Linked DNA regions of Sus scrofa: region 1 is linked to region 2. Evidence: chromatin contacts called from public HiChIP or PLAC-seq data. All regions are on one chromosome and are shown on one strand. Each heading gives the region's core, a stretch centred on a gene start, on an enhancer-like site or on the middle of the called end of the contact. The rest is flanking DNA. Distances are from core to core; before and after follow the strand shown. Region 1 holds the start of BCL2L12 (bcl-2-like protein 12). Region 2 overlaps PRR12 (proline-rich protein 12).

Region 1 (6,574 bases), core at 4,023-6,522, 47 kb before region 2:
CTAGGGCAAGGGCATTCTGGCAGGCGGCACTGCACAGGCAGACAGTCACCAGATAATCACACAAACAAATGCCAAGTACTTACAAGGATGATCCCATTTTAATCCCCACAATAGCCCTTTGAGATAGGTACTCTATATCTCCCTATTTTTAACAGAAGAGGAAACTTGTTTCCAACTCAAAACGGTCAATGTAAACCAGCGTGGTTTAAGCTGGCCATAGCATCTGCAGTGCCTGGTGTACAGTAGTAGGTGCTCGATAAACACACAATGGATGAATGGTGGAGCCAGAACAAATGCGACTTCTGAAAGGAAGCCTAAGAGCCACCCCGCCCCACCCCCCAACACACACACACACACACACACACACACACACACACACACACACACACAATTAAGTAAAGAGAAGCCCAGAGGGGCTTTGGTGGCTCACCCAGCCCCCATGGGCCTGGATCCAGGGTGCGAAGCTGTGCACATGCTCTACACTGAGTCCAGCCAGGGTGCCCCCCAGCCCGGCCACGCGCCGGGTCAGCTCCATAGCCAGGGCCAGGCGGGCCAGGGGCTCCGGGGAAGGCGGCGGGGGCCCAGGGCACGGCATCGAGGGGCGTGCTTGGCTTGGGCCAGGGCTGCCCTCCCGGTTTGAGAAGAGCTCCACTAGGCGGCTGAAGGAGCCGGCAGAGAGGCGGGCCAATTTGCGCTGCAAGGCAGGGTCTGAGGCCAGCTGTGGGGCGGGGAGGGAAAGAGGCAGGGTCCGTCTCAGCCACACTCTCGTAGCCAGCCAATAGGAAGCTGGGAGGCGTGGCTTCAAGCGCGTTCTAGCTACGACTGCCACTCTAAGCCACGCCCCTATCCATCACAAAAGCCAATCGCAAACGGGACTAGGATCTCGGCCAAACGGCTCCCAGAGAGATGGCCTAGAACCAAAGAAGCCACGCCCCTGCTAAGACCTCAATAGCCAATCAGAGCCAAGCCCTACATTAGCTGTGTTCCAGCATGCTCTACCCTAGTCTCACTCCTCTGGGTTTACCGGAGAGCACCGGAGGCCAGGATAGTGCCTACAGTAACCCTGCCTTCCTCCAAACAATGAATATTATAGGACCATACGCTGTGCCCAAGCTCCTTACCCAATCGGATTCCAGGATAGGGTCACAAGCCACACTCCCTCCGCGGCAGTCCATTTTCCCCATATTCTAAGCCATGCGCCTAAACTAATACAGTCAATCAGGGCTTCAGATTTTAAACAGCCAGCTTTAAACTTTCTCTTACTCCCTTGACTGGTCCCATCTTTCCTAGAACGTTTCTGATGGCCACACCCCCTGCCTTTAGGCCGCGCCCCTCTAACCATCAATGAAGCCACTAATTTTTTTTTTGTCTTTTTTGACTTTTCTGGGGCCGCTCCTGCAGCATATGGAGGTTCCCAGGCTAGGGGTCGAATTGGAGCTGTAGCCACCAGCCTACGCCACAGCCACAGCAACTCGGGATCCGAGCCGAATCTGCGACCCAGACCACAGCTCGTGGTAACGCCGGATCCTTAACCCACTAAGCAAGGCCAGGGATCGAACCCGCAACCTCATGGTTCCTAGTCGGATTCGTTAACAGCTGCGCCACGACGGGAACTCCGAAGCCACTAATTTTAATATACCCAAGCCCAGGCTTATCTGTCAATCAACCCTTCCCAGAAGCCTTATTCCACCCTCTCCCCACCTGACCATCCAATGAGAATGCAGATTCTGCTTCAGTTCCCCTGCAAACCAAGCCACAATCCCTATCCTAAGGAAGGGAGAGAACAGACTGCTCATCACCTTCTGGTTTATGACTTCTGCCTCCTCCTCCAGCAAGGCCACCAGCTTCCGCAGCAGGGCTTCCTTTTCTGTGGGTGGGTGACCCTGTAATTCTGAAGGGTGGAGGAGATTTTGGCGGGGGTGCAGAATCCTGACGACCCTTCTACCGTCATCCTTCTCCAGAGCCCCTCTGCACCTCACCTGGGCTAGGTGGGGATCTCAGTTGCTCTTGGACCAGCTGTTCCAGCCTCTGGGCCACCAGGGCGTAGAAGTCTGGAGTAGCTGGGCCTAGGATGAGAAGAGCCAGCGATGGGTCAGGCATCTCTGGATACTCTCCTCCCAACCACATTGCCAGGAAGCCATGATTTCCATTTCAGAATGGGGTAAACCGAGGCCCCGCGAGCAAACCTGGTAAAAGACCCTCTACTTTCCCCCCAGACGGACTTAGGTTAGAGCTGAACTGGACCTTGAAGATTATCCCACCCAAGGAAGGCACACACAGGGCACCCCAGCTATTACCACTCTGTCCCGTGCCCGTTTCAGGCAACAACTGGTCACAGACCTCCTCTCTCCAGCTGTGAAGTCCTCTTCAAGTGAGCACTCCCACTGGCCATTACCAGTCTCTCCAGGCTCACATAGGAGGAAACCTACAGTTCATTCTTAATCATGCCCAATACCCACCTCTCCCTTCCTACTTTGATGTTGGAGCAAAAGATTCATGCAACCAAAAGCAGCCAGGGAATTATGGCTGAAAATCAGGTCTCCTGCCTCTCTACTGGGGGCCCTGGTGGCTACAGAAGCCCTAAGGGCAGGGAAGCACATATGGGAAGAGAGATTAACAAAGAGAAAGGGACCAAAAGCCCTCCTGATGTCAGCTCACAGAAGTGACAGAGAGCAATCTAATTGGGGGTCGGGGGTGAGGGTAGGTGCTGGAGATCCCCCAAAGCTACCCCCTTAGCTGAGTGATTTGGGGGGGGAGGGGCACACCCACAGCACATTGAAGTTCCCGAGCCAGGGATCAAATCCAAACCACAGCTGTGGCAATGCAGGATCCCGAACCCACTGTGCCAGGCTGGGGATTGAACCACGTCGCCCTAGAGACAATGCCAGATCCTTAACCCACTGCACCACAGTAGGACTCCCTGGCTGATTTTTTTTCTTTTTGGGGCCGCACCCACAGCATATGGAGGGTCCCGGGCTAGGGGTCGAATCGGAGCTATAACTGCTGGCGTATTCCAAGCCGCATTTGCGACCTACACCACAGCTCACGACAATGCGGGATTCTTAAACCACTGAGTGAGGCCAGGGATCAAACCCGCATCCTCATGGATCCTAGTCTGGTTGGTTAACCACTAGGTCACTCCTGGGCTGAGTGATCTTAAACTAGTTCCTCACCCTCTCTATGCTTTAAGAATCAAAGTTCCTGGTCCTGTCAGTTCTTGGGTGACTGAGGGAGAGCTTACCAGGCTCTGAACCATAGCAGGGCCGGAGGGGCAGGGAGCAAGGCCGAGGGGACTCAGGGGGAACTGCTCCTCGCCCCAGGGAGCAGGGAAGACATCTTCGAAGGCGGCTCAGGAAATCTGTCTGCTCCTCCTGGGCAGGGCTCCTGGGGAAAGGGACCGCGGAGTGTGACTCAAGGCCCTCGGCAAGCAGTCCTTTTGTCCTCTCACTGAGGGCATTTCCCTGCAACCCGCAGGACAAGGAGGAGAGCCAGATATAAAGGGAGGGGAGGCGGGGAGAGAAAGACTGAGTCCGGGGACCAGAGTTCGAGAGGAGCCCACCCCCAATGCAGTTTCCTCAGGGAGGAGGGCAACACCTCTTACCTGGGTGGGGACAGAATGGGCGAGCCGGCAGCCTCATCCCGCCTAAGGAAGGCAGCTAGGACCTTCAGAGTGTCCTCCCGGAGCGCCAGCTCTTCAGAGCCTGCCATGGAGGCACCTATAAGAGAAGGAGCTGGGGATGGACTCCAGGGTTCAGCAAGAACTGCCGGCTGGGGGCCCAAATTGCTAGTCCCGGAATGAGAAGTGTGGTGCCGTCAGGATTCATGCGTGCCCAAGGGAGGAAGGGGCTGAGAGTCTGGATTCCCAGGTTCCTTACAGAAGTTGGGGTCTGGGGGCCCAGACACTTGAGTTCTCAGAAGGAGGAGAGGGATGAGGGCAAAGACATCCTGATCCTGGGAGAGGAGAAAGCTGGGGATTTGGATTTGGGGTCCAAGGGAGGAGGGGACTGGGGGCCTGGACTCTTGGTTTTCGGAGTAGGGGGCTGGGGGTCTGAACTCTTGAGTCTAAGAGAGAAGGAGACTGGGGCCTCAGATCCCTGAGTCCCCGAAGGAGAAGGAGGCTTGGGGCTCTGACTTCTCCATTCTGAAAGTATATGCCAAGCTATTCAAGTCCGTAGAGGATCAGGAACTACGATTCCCAGCAGACTTCGTAGCAAACATTCCCCTCCGTCCGTTACTTGTTCGCCGCGCAGCCTGCTGGGAGGTGTAGTTCCACTCTGACTCGGGCTGGAATTTGGGGGAGCCGGGACACGCAGATGTCGGGGAAGCGTGACTGGGCTACCTGCTCCTAGATCCCGGCCCCCTTTTCTTCCCTGCTCACCTAGCTCTCCCTCACCTCCCGCTCACCTGGTCCCGGGCCCCGCCGCCGCCGCCTCCTCCACTGAACTTGTATAAACTTTCCTTAGGGCGACTTTCCCGCGCCTGCGCAATGACTGTACCGGCTAGGAGCCGGCCCAAACGTGGAAGGGGCGGGGCGATGAGGCCCGCCTAATTTGCATAGAACGCTCCCAGCATGCCCGTGGTCGGAAGACCTAAAAAGGGCATGATGGGCGGGGGAGTTTTCCCGGCTCACTGTACCGCCTCTCTGGCTGTCGAGTCGATAATCCTAACGACGTTAAAGTCGTTTTTATTTCAAGAAATCAACAGAAAACAAGTCCCACCTCTAAAACTCAGCTGACGAGAAGTGGGGTGTGCGGCGGCGAGTTCGAGAGCTACGGGGCTTCAAACGCAGGAGTGGGTTTTCTGGGTTTCTGGGTTCCTGGGTTCCCGGCGCACCTCCTCCCGGCACTCTACGCGCCTCGACCCACTACCTAGGTAACGCGGAAAAGCGGGGGAGTTGGTGGCGTCCAGTAGTGAAGAATGGGACGGAGGAAGGATGCGTCTGCCTTGACAGTGGGGAAGGGGGTTTGTGTACGCTGGGGAAAGTGAAGCGAGAAGGAAAGGAAGTGAAGCAATGGCTGGCTGTAAAACAAAACTTAGAAAAGTAGTTGGTAGGAGAGAAGAGGAGGTGTCCACACTGGGGTATCTAGGGGAGAGAAGGACTCTGTGAATGAGAAGCGATCCACTCTGGGAAGTGGGGCGTGCCGCGGAGGAGGGAGGCCGTCTGTTTGGGAGGAACTGTGGTTGGTCGGTCTATGAGTGAGGGGTTCTGGGGAGCGGGGGGAGCTACACTGGAGTTGAGTGTGGGAGGTAGAGGTCTGCGAGTCCCTAGCATGTGCACGGCAGTAACGGGAGGGAGGCGTCTACCCTGGAGATAAGAGTACCTGCACTGTGTGATGTGGGGGAGGGAAGGGCTTTCAGTGGAGTGGGGAAGGTCTACACTGGCGGAATTGAGGAAGGTAGAATTGAGGGAGGTAGAGGTATGTAGATAAAAGAAGCTGGGGAAAGGAGAGGGGTTTTGGAGGGACTCCTCTCTGAATTAGGGAGCCTCTCTGGAGGATGGGAGGTCTCCTGTCTGTACCCCAGGAGAATAGAGGTGAGGACCCTGCGCCGTGGCGCTTGAGAGGGAGGTCTGGGTTCGGAACCTTCCAACTGGGTGGGCCTGGGAGTCCGCCTATATCCAGGAACTGTCCCCGGCGCACAGGCCCATGGGAACTCAGAAGCCTCGGATCCTGCCCTGGCTGATATCTCAGCTGAACCAGGGGCAACTGGAGGGCGTGGCCTGGCTGGATGAGGGCCACACGCGCTTCCGCATCCCTTGGAAGCACGGCTTGCGGCAGGATGCCCAGCAGGAGGACTTCGGCATCTTCCAGGTGCGCGCGCGCCGGGCCCGGGGACTCCAAGGGGACGGGGCCGAGGGATGGGATCAGCTCGACCGCGCGGCCCACGCTTATTCTGGCAGGTGGGGGTGGATGGAGTTAGAACTGGGAGGGGCGAAGTTAGTACGACGCGCAGATGGGCGTCTGACAGCCGTGAGGATTGGAGCCGCCAGGTCCCAGGAATAGAACCGGGCAAGTGAAGGAAATGCATCCTGGGGTGGGAGGGGAGTGGTGGTGGTAGGGAACCCCCTGGGGTGGGGCTTTTGGTTGTAGAATTCTGGGGGCGGACCTTGGAATATTAGAGGCAAGACTCGACCCTGAAGCCGAGGTTGCCACGGAAGTAGGATATGCCGGTGGTGTTAAGCCTAATGACGAAGAGTGTCCTGGGGCAGCGCACTGGCAGTTAGACACCCATTAGGACCAGGAGGCTGGCTTAGAAAGCAAATGTTTTTGAAGGGTGGAGGTAAGGGGGATTTGGGGCACAGAGAATTCCAGAGCTTGGGGATGAGAACTAAGTTAGAACGTGCAAAGGGAATTGGCACAATATTGTAAATCAACTATGGTTTCAAAAACAAAAACAAAAACAAAACCTGCCAGGGGAGGGCAAGGTGGTGTTAGGACAAGAGGAGCCAAGGTTAGGACCCCTGGGGGCAAGATTTAAGTCATCCTCTTCACTATCTTGGTACCACTGGTCCCCCCAGGCCTGGGCCGAGGCCAGTGGTGCCTACACTCCTGGGAAGGATAAGCCCGACCTGCCC
Region 2 (6,111 bases), core at 3,570-6,069:
TGTGCCCCGCTCGCCCCGCAGCGGCCGTTCCCCGCGCGGCGTCCTCTCTTTCTCCTTCTCCTTCTCCTTCTCCACCAGCCGAGGTGGGGACGGCTTCTCAGGGGCAGGGGGCTCAGGCACGGCTGTCTCAGGTGTCTGCTCTGGGGGCTTCTCGGATGCCGTCTTGTCAGGGGTCTCAGGCTTCGGAGGTGGTGCTGGGGCCTTGGGGGGAGGTGCGGAGCTGCCCCCGGAGGAAGAGGGGCCCTTGGCCTGCCCAGAGCGTCTGGAAGGGGACACAGAAGGGGCTGCTGATTGCACCCCAATTCTCCTGCTTGGGGCACCCCTGCCCCCACTGCCTACCCCACAGTTCTAAGCATAGACTCTTTTTTTCTCTCTCTCCCTATTTTTTTTGGCCACCCCGCAGCATATGGAGTTCCCAGGCCAGGGTTAGATCTGAGCCCAAGTTGCAATCTACACTGCAGCTGCGGCAACACCAGATCCTTTAACCCACTATGTTGGGCTGGGAATTGAACCCGCATCCAAGCACTGCAGAGACACTGCTGATCCCACTGCACCACAGCGGGAACTCCTAAGCACAGACTCTGGCTGTGTTAGTCTCTCTAGGTCCCCTACTCTCTGGGTCTCTGCATGCCCTCCCTGCCTCTATTTCTAAGCATTATGCACTTTTTTATTTTTGCGTTTTAGGGCCGCAGCCACAACATATGGAGGTTCCCAGGCTAGGGGTCCGATCGGAGCCACAGCTGCCAGCCTACACCGCAGCCACAGCCACACCAGATCCTTAACCCACTGAGCAAGGGCAGGGATCAAACCCACAACCTCATGGTTTCTAGTTGGATTCGTTTCCGCTGCGCCACAACAGGAACTCCCATTATGCACTTCAAAATGGTTAGTTTTATGTTATGCAAATTTCCTTGCACGTTTCATCCCCTTGCCTGCTGGCCCTGCCCACCCCATTGCTCCCCTGGCCCCATGGACGGTACCTGACGGGCACCGGTGGCCGGTGCCAGGGTTTCCGAGCACAGACCCTCACGTAATCCTTCTTGTTGACGTTTTCCAGGAACTTGACATAAAGGCGCTGGTACCGGTTCTTTGCATCCCCAAAATACCCCAAATACTGGGGGGGAAGAAGCACGTGAGAAACACCTCCATCTGCCCCAGCCCGGCAGCCCAATACCCAGGATCCCCACTGCCCTGGACCAGCATGGCAGCCCCCCCGGGACCCGGGGTAAATCAGAGCCCGGTGTGAGGGGGACCCCAGCTTCCATGCTCCCGCCCTGGGCACCCCCGCCCCCACCCCGCATCCTCGCCCCCCTCTGCAGGCTCACATTACTGGTGGCACAAAATTGCCGCTGCCCGTCCTTGATCTCTGGAGTGAATTTCTGCAGCAGCGCCTTCTGGACTCGCCAGATGGGTGGGGGCTCCCGTCCTGTCTGCAGCGCCAGCTGAGGAGGGAAGAGCAAGGCAGGCAAGGTCAGCCTCTGTTCCTGCCCTTCCCGACCCAATTCTTGGCCCTCGTCCTCCCTCTACACCCCCTTAGAGAAAAGGCATCGTCCTCAATAAGCATCAAGGAGCAGCCAGCGGACAGATAACTTCTGGCCTCCTGATGTTCCCAGGGGAAGCGGCTCGAGTCTGGCCCCGCCTTCCTACAACAGGCCAAAGACAGAGCTTCCGTGACTTACCGGGGGTGGGGGGTGGTCCCCACCCCGATTACAACCTATCGTAAGTTGAAAAGCATCTTAAGTCAAAAACTGAATGCACCTAACCTCCCAAACATCACAGCCCAGCCGACCTTCCATGTGCTCACAACGCCTTAGCCTGCAGTTGGGCAAACTCACCTCGACACAAAGCCTATGTTGTAAGATGGGGGTGGGGGGAGAGTTCCTGTCGTGGCACAGTGGTTAATGAATCCGACTAGGAACCATGAGGTTGCGGGTTCGATCCCTGGCCTCACTCAGTGGGTTAAGGATCCACACTGCCGTGAGCTGTGGTGTAGGTTGCAGACGCGGCTCGGATCCCGCGTTGCTGTGGCTCTGGTGTAGGCTGGTGACTACAGCTCAGATTCGACCCCTAGGCCTGGGAACCTCCATATACTGAGGGAGCGGCCCTAGAAATCACAAAAAAAAGAAAAAAAGAGAAAAAAACCTCAAAGTACAGTCTCCATACTCAGTGTGTATCGCTTCTGCGTGGCCATCAAGTTGAAAAATCCTACACTGACCCATAGGGACCATCTATATGCTCAAATCAGGCCATTCATTCTGGGCTACCAGGTTGTTTTGTGGGGCTTTCTTGGCTGCCCCCACAGCATACAGAAATTCCCGGGGAAGGGGACTGAACCCCCGCCACAGCAGTGACCTGAGCCACTGCAGTGACACCACCAGATCCTTAATCCCCTGGTTCTCAGGTTTTAGTTGTTACATCTTTACAGTGTGATGGTACCCGACATCCTCATGACTCATAAAAATGACGAAATCTGGGAGTTGCCTTGTGGCAGGGCGGGTTAAGGATCCGGCATTATCACTGCAGCAGCTCAGCTTGATCCCTGGCCAGGGAACTTCCACATGCCATAGGCATAGCCAAAAAAACTAAATCTGAGCACCCACAGCACTGTCAATCAACGATACTTAAAAAAACAAGTCACCAGATTGATAAACGGAAAATACGGACTTTGGCTCACGTGTGTAACATAAAAGTTGTTTGTGAACTTTTTGTGTATTTGCTAAAAAGTACTAGTGAAAGAAACACATCTCTGCCTCTTGTAAAATGCCTAAACAACATTAATCCTTATTTATTTATTTATTTGTGTATTTATTTTTTAGGGCCGCACCCGTGGTATATGGAGGTTCCCAGGCTGGGGGTCGAATCAGAGCTGCAGCTGCCGGTCTACCCCACAGCCACAGCAACACGGGATCCGAGCCGCATCTTCGACCCACACCCCAGCTCACAGCAACGCCAGATCCTTAACCCACTGAGCAAGGCAAGGGATCGAAACCGTATCCTCACAGACACTGTTAGGTTCTTAACCCACTGAGCTACAACAGGAACTCCAGGCAACATCCATTCTAACAGAGAAATAAAACCTTGCTCCTAAAGCGAAAAAAATCCGAGCACCCACCTACCCAGCATCTTCTGGATGTGGGGTTAGGCCCCAGCCCCACTGTACAGTGGTGAACAAGAGCCACAAAGCCTTTTTTTTGGGGGGGGTCTTCATTACAGAGATAATAAGACAGACAAGCAAATGAAACAGGGCGATGCTGAGGCTTGTGCTAAGAATAAACGGGTTGACGGGTTACCTGAGAGCACTGATTTTTGTCAGCCTGTCCAGGGCACAGTGACAGAAAGGCTCCCCCCAGCTCCACTTCCCCTGGCACACTCAGATCCCCAGCCCAAGGCCTGTGTGGCCCCAGCTGGGCAAAGGGAACCCGGGTGTGTCGCACCCAGCATGTGCCATCAGGGAGTGAGGAGAGTAGCAGGGGAGCCAGATGTAGACCCAAAAATGTAACAGCTCACGTCGAAAGGTACTAATGACAGGTGCCCTAGGAGCCTAGGAGGAGGAGGGCTCTGAACTCGATCTGAATCTGAGAAAAACGCTTCCTCGAAGAAAGGAGTCCTGGGAAGACTAAGTCTCCTATGAGGGGCTAGGTGAGGGCTAGGAGCCGGCAGGTAAAGCGTGTGACAGCTGTGGCACGGGTAAGAAAAGCATCAGAACATACCGGGAAATGTGTCCTGGGCTTCGTGCTAGCCCAGAGAGGAAGGAGGGCCAAGCCCTCGCATTCAAAAGAATCCACAGTCAAGTGACAAAGAGGATTCAGGTGTAACTCCGATGGATTAATCGTGGCTGCCCTGACACTAGGCTCGGCAGCTGTAAGTGCTGGGATCAATTAGTGATGTCTGCCCCTGGCAGCAGCTGGTGCCCTGAAGCCCAAGGGCCAGGTTCTGGGTAGCTACTCTTGGTTTCCTGTCAATTGCTTTCACATCCACGATTTTTCACATCCCTCAGATCAATCCAGGGAACACCTAGGAGAAGTTACAACAACCTGATGAAAATGAGGTCTGGAAAGGTTCTTGGCTTAAGTCTCACTGCACAAGAGTGAGGCAGGATGAGACAAGGATACGGGCGTGCCGAGCCCAAGTGCTTTTCTCCAGGACCCCACGGTTCTCGGTCCTCCCTCCTGGCTCCTCAGAGAGCCAGGTCAGAGGCATGAGGATTAAAAAGTCCTTTTCAGGTCCTTTTAGGGACTCACAGTTCCTTTAAGTCCTGCCCTGCTCTGAAACCTTCCAGCGCCCCAGTGCAGATCCTACAGCTTGGCACAGATATTTGGCCTCAGGTTCCTTCCTCCCTCCCCTGCCCGGCAGGCCACCCAGACCCGCAAAGCTCAGGACACAAGCCCCACTTGCTGAATTCCAGGTTTCTGCAAATGCAGAGCTGCCCACCCCCCACTAGGGGTGTGTCGTTTTCTCTCTCAATATGGAAATAATATTCCCTGTTCCAAGTTTTTGAAAAATCCACCAGAGGACGCTCTCCCTATTTCTGCCCACGGCCTATCTTCCTCCTCTAAGGCATCAGCTCATTCTCTAGCTGGACTCGAGGGCCCCTGGGCTCACCACATCCCGATTAAGCTTGGCTTCTTTCCCAAAACCACTCTTCCTCCCAGGATCCCGCCATCCCCGCCCTGGTCATCAGGCCCTGGCATCATCAGCCTTGCCTGCTCCCCAACCAGAGTCAGTTAGTCCCAAAGCCACGTCCTTCCTGCCTCTCCTCTTGTCAATCATATCACGGATCACACCCACTTCCCTTTAGTAGGGAAGTTGCCTGACCCTATTCAGTAGACGCCACCAGTGATTGGAGGAGACCTGACAAGGGGCCGCCCATCGACAGGCATATCACAAACCCCACCTTGACCCCAAATGATGTGCTGGACCAATCAGATTCTCTCCTGGGAATCTCAACTATAACAAGCTGAGGCAAGGGTGGTAAGGAGCAGGATGTGAGTAAGTGAGCTAGAAGCGCCCAGACTGGTGTTAAGAAGAAAGCTGGACTCAGACACAGAGGAGTCAGTGTCACAGAACTCAGGCAGTGGACAGACTGCCATCCGGACTGCACACCTCCCCAGCCACCGCCAGACCACCCAAATTCTCAAGCAGGCACCCAGGGATCTCACCCCAGGATGATCTGGGCCCTGCCCACCTTCCCAGCCTTCAAGCTCGCTGTCCAGCCACTCAACCCCTTGCACCCCTACACATCACAAATATACACGCCTCACCACAGGGCCTTTGCACAGACTGCTCTCTCTGCCTGGACCACCCTCCCCACATTTTTCTCCATCCAGCAGACGCTTCAATGCTCAGTTTGCATTCTGCTAAATCTTCAACATCTCCAAGAACTGGGAATTAATATTATCACTCCCCTTTGGGGGGAGCTGAGGCAGAGAGAGCCCTAACCCTATACTGTCCGATTCAGCAGCTCCTCCCAGACCAGTGGCTTTGTGTACTTGAAATGCAGCTCATTGAGTCCACAGAGTGTAAAAGACACGCTGGATTTCAAAGGCTTGGTGAGCAAGGAGGAACGTAAAACATTGCATTAACTTTTTCTACACTGACCACATGCTGAAATAATCCTTTAGATAAGCTAGGTTCGAGAGAATACATCCCTACTGCTAATCTCATCTTTAAACTTTCTTAAAAATGTAGATATGAGACAGTTTCAAATGACATCCATGGCTCATATAATATTTCTATATCATATCATATTCATATGATATTTCTATTAGACTGCCATTGTTCTATGACAAATTATAGCCTGTGGGGCACCCCCCCCCCCCGCTTTTTTTTAAAAGGTGGCTCTTTCGGCACATGGAAGTTCCTGGGCTAGGGGTAAAATTGGAGCTGCAGCTGCCCGCCACCACCCCAGCCACCGCAACATTGGATCAAGCTGCATCTGTGACCTACACTGCAGCTCGAGGCAACACGGGATCCCTAAGCCACTGAGCGAGGCCAGGGATGTAACCTGTATCCTCATGGACACTATGTCGGGTTCTTAACCCACTGAGCCACAATGGGAACTCCCTGTGGCCCATTTTTTTTATAGATCTTTGAGCTAAGAAAGGTTTCTAC

Evidence for each region. HiChIP or PLAC-seq counts read pairs in DNA pulled down with a chosen protein or histone mark.
Region 1: an H3K27ac HiChIP or PLAC-seq map of alveolar macrophages shows a contact between it and region 2. The contact joins the promoter of BCL2L12 here to the enhancer-like site in region 2. A contact is called at or near these places in 4 of 47 Hi-C or Micro-C datasets (epiblast stem cells, fibroblasts, heart right ventricle and 1 more) and 2 of 2 datasets of contacts at active chromatin or transcription factors (alveolar macrophages and skeletal muscle).

Annotation. Positions count from the first base shown.
Region 1 is chr6:54,705,151-54,711,724 of Sscrofa11.1, reverse strand. BCL2L12 (bcl-2-like protein 12) reads right to left here and starts at 5,272. Exons shown (of 10, transcript XM_013998657.2): 1 at 5,143-5,272; 2 at 4,834-4,868; 3 at 4,458-4,646; 4 at 4,405-4,456; 5 at 3,602-3,716; 6 at 3,242-3,384; 7 at 1,980-2,066; 8 at 1,800-1,891; 9 at 431-718. The coding sequence starts at 5,272. It overlaps IRF3 (interferon regulatory factor 3), which reads left to right and starts at 5,646. Exons shown (of 8, transcript NM_213770.1): 1 at 5,646-5,810; 2 at 6,518-6,574. The coding sequence starts at 5,646.
Region 2 is chr6:54,658,244-54,664,354 of Sscrofa11.1, reverse strand. It overlaps PRR12 (proline-rich protein 12), which reads right to left. Exons shown (of 19, transcript XM_003127347.5): 12 at 1,326-1,442; 13 at 981-1,114; 14 at 1-262. Among named protein-coding and RNA genes, the nearest start is that of PRR12, 19 kb to the right of the region's middle. Within about 2 kb of position 4,819, at least 19 of the 83 cell types and tissues checked have an H3K27ac peak or open chromatin away from gene starts, as enhancers often do. A contact at or near this core is called in alveolar macrophages, retroperitoneal adipose tissue and skeletal muscle, where this site is marked.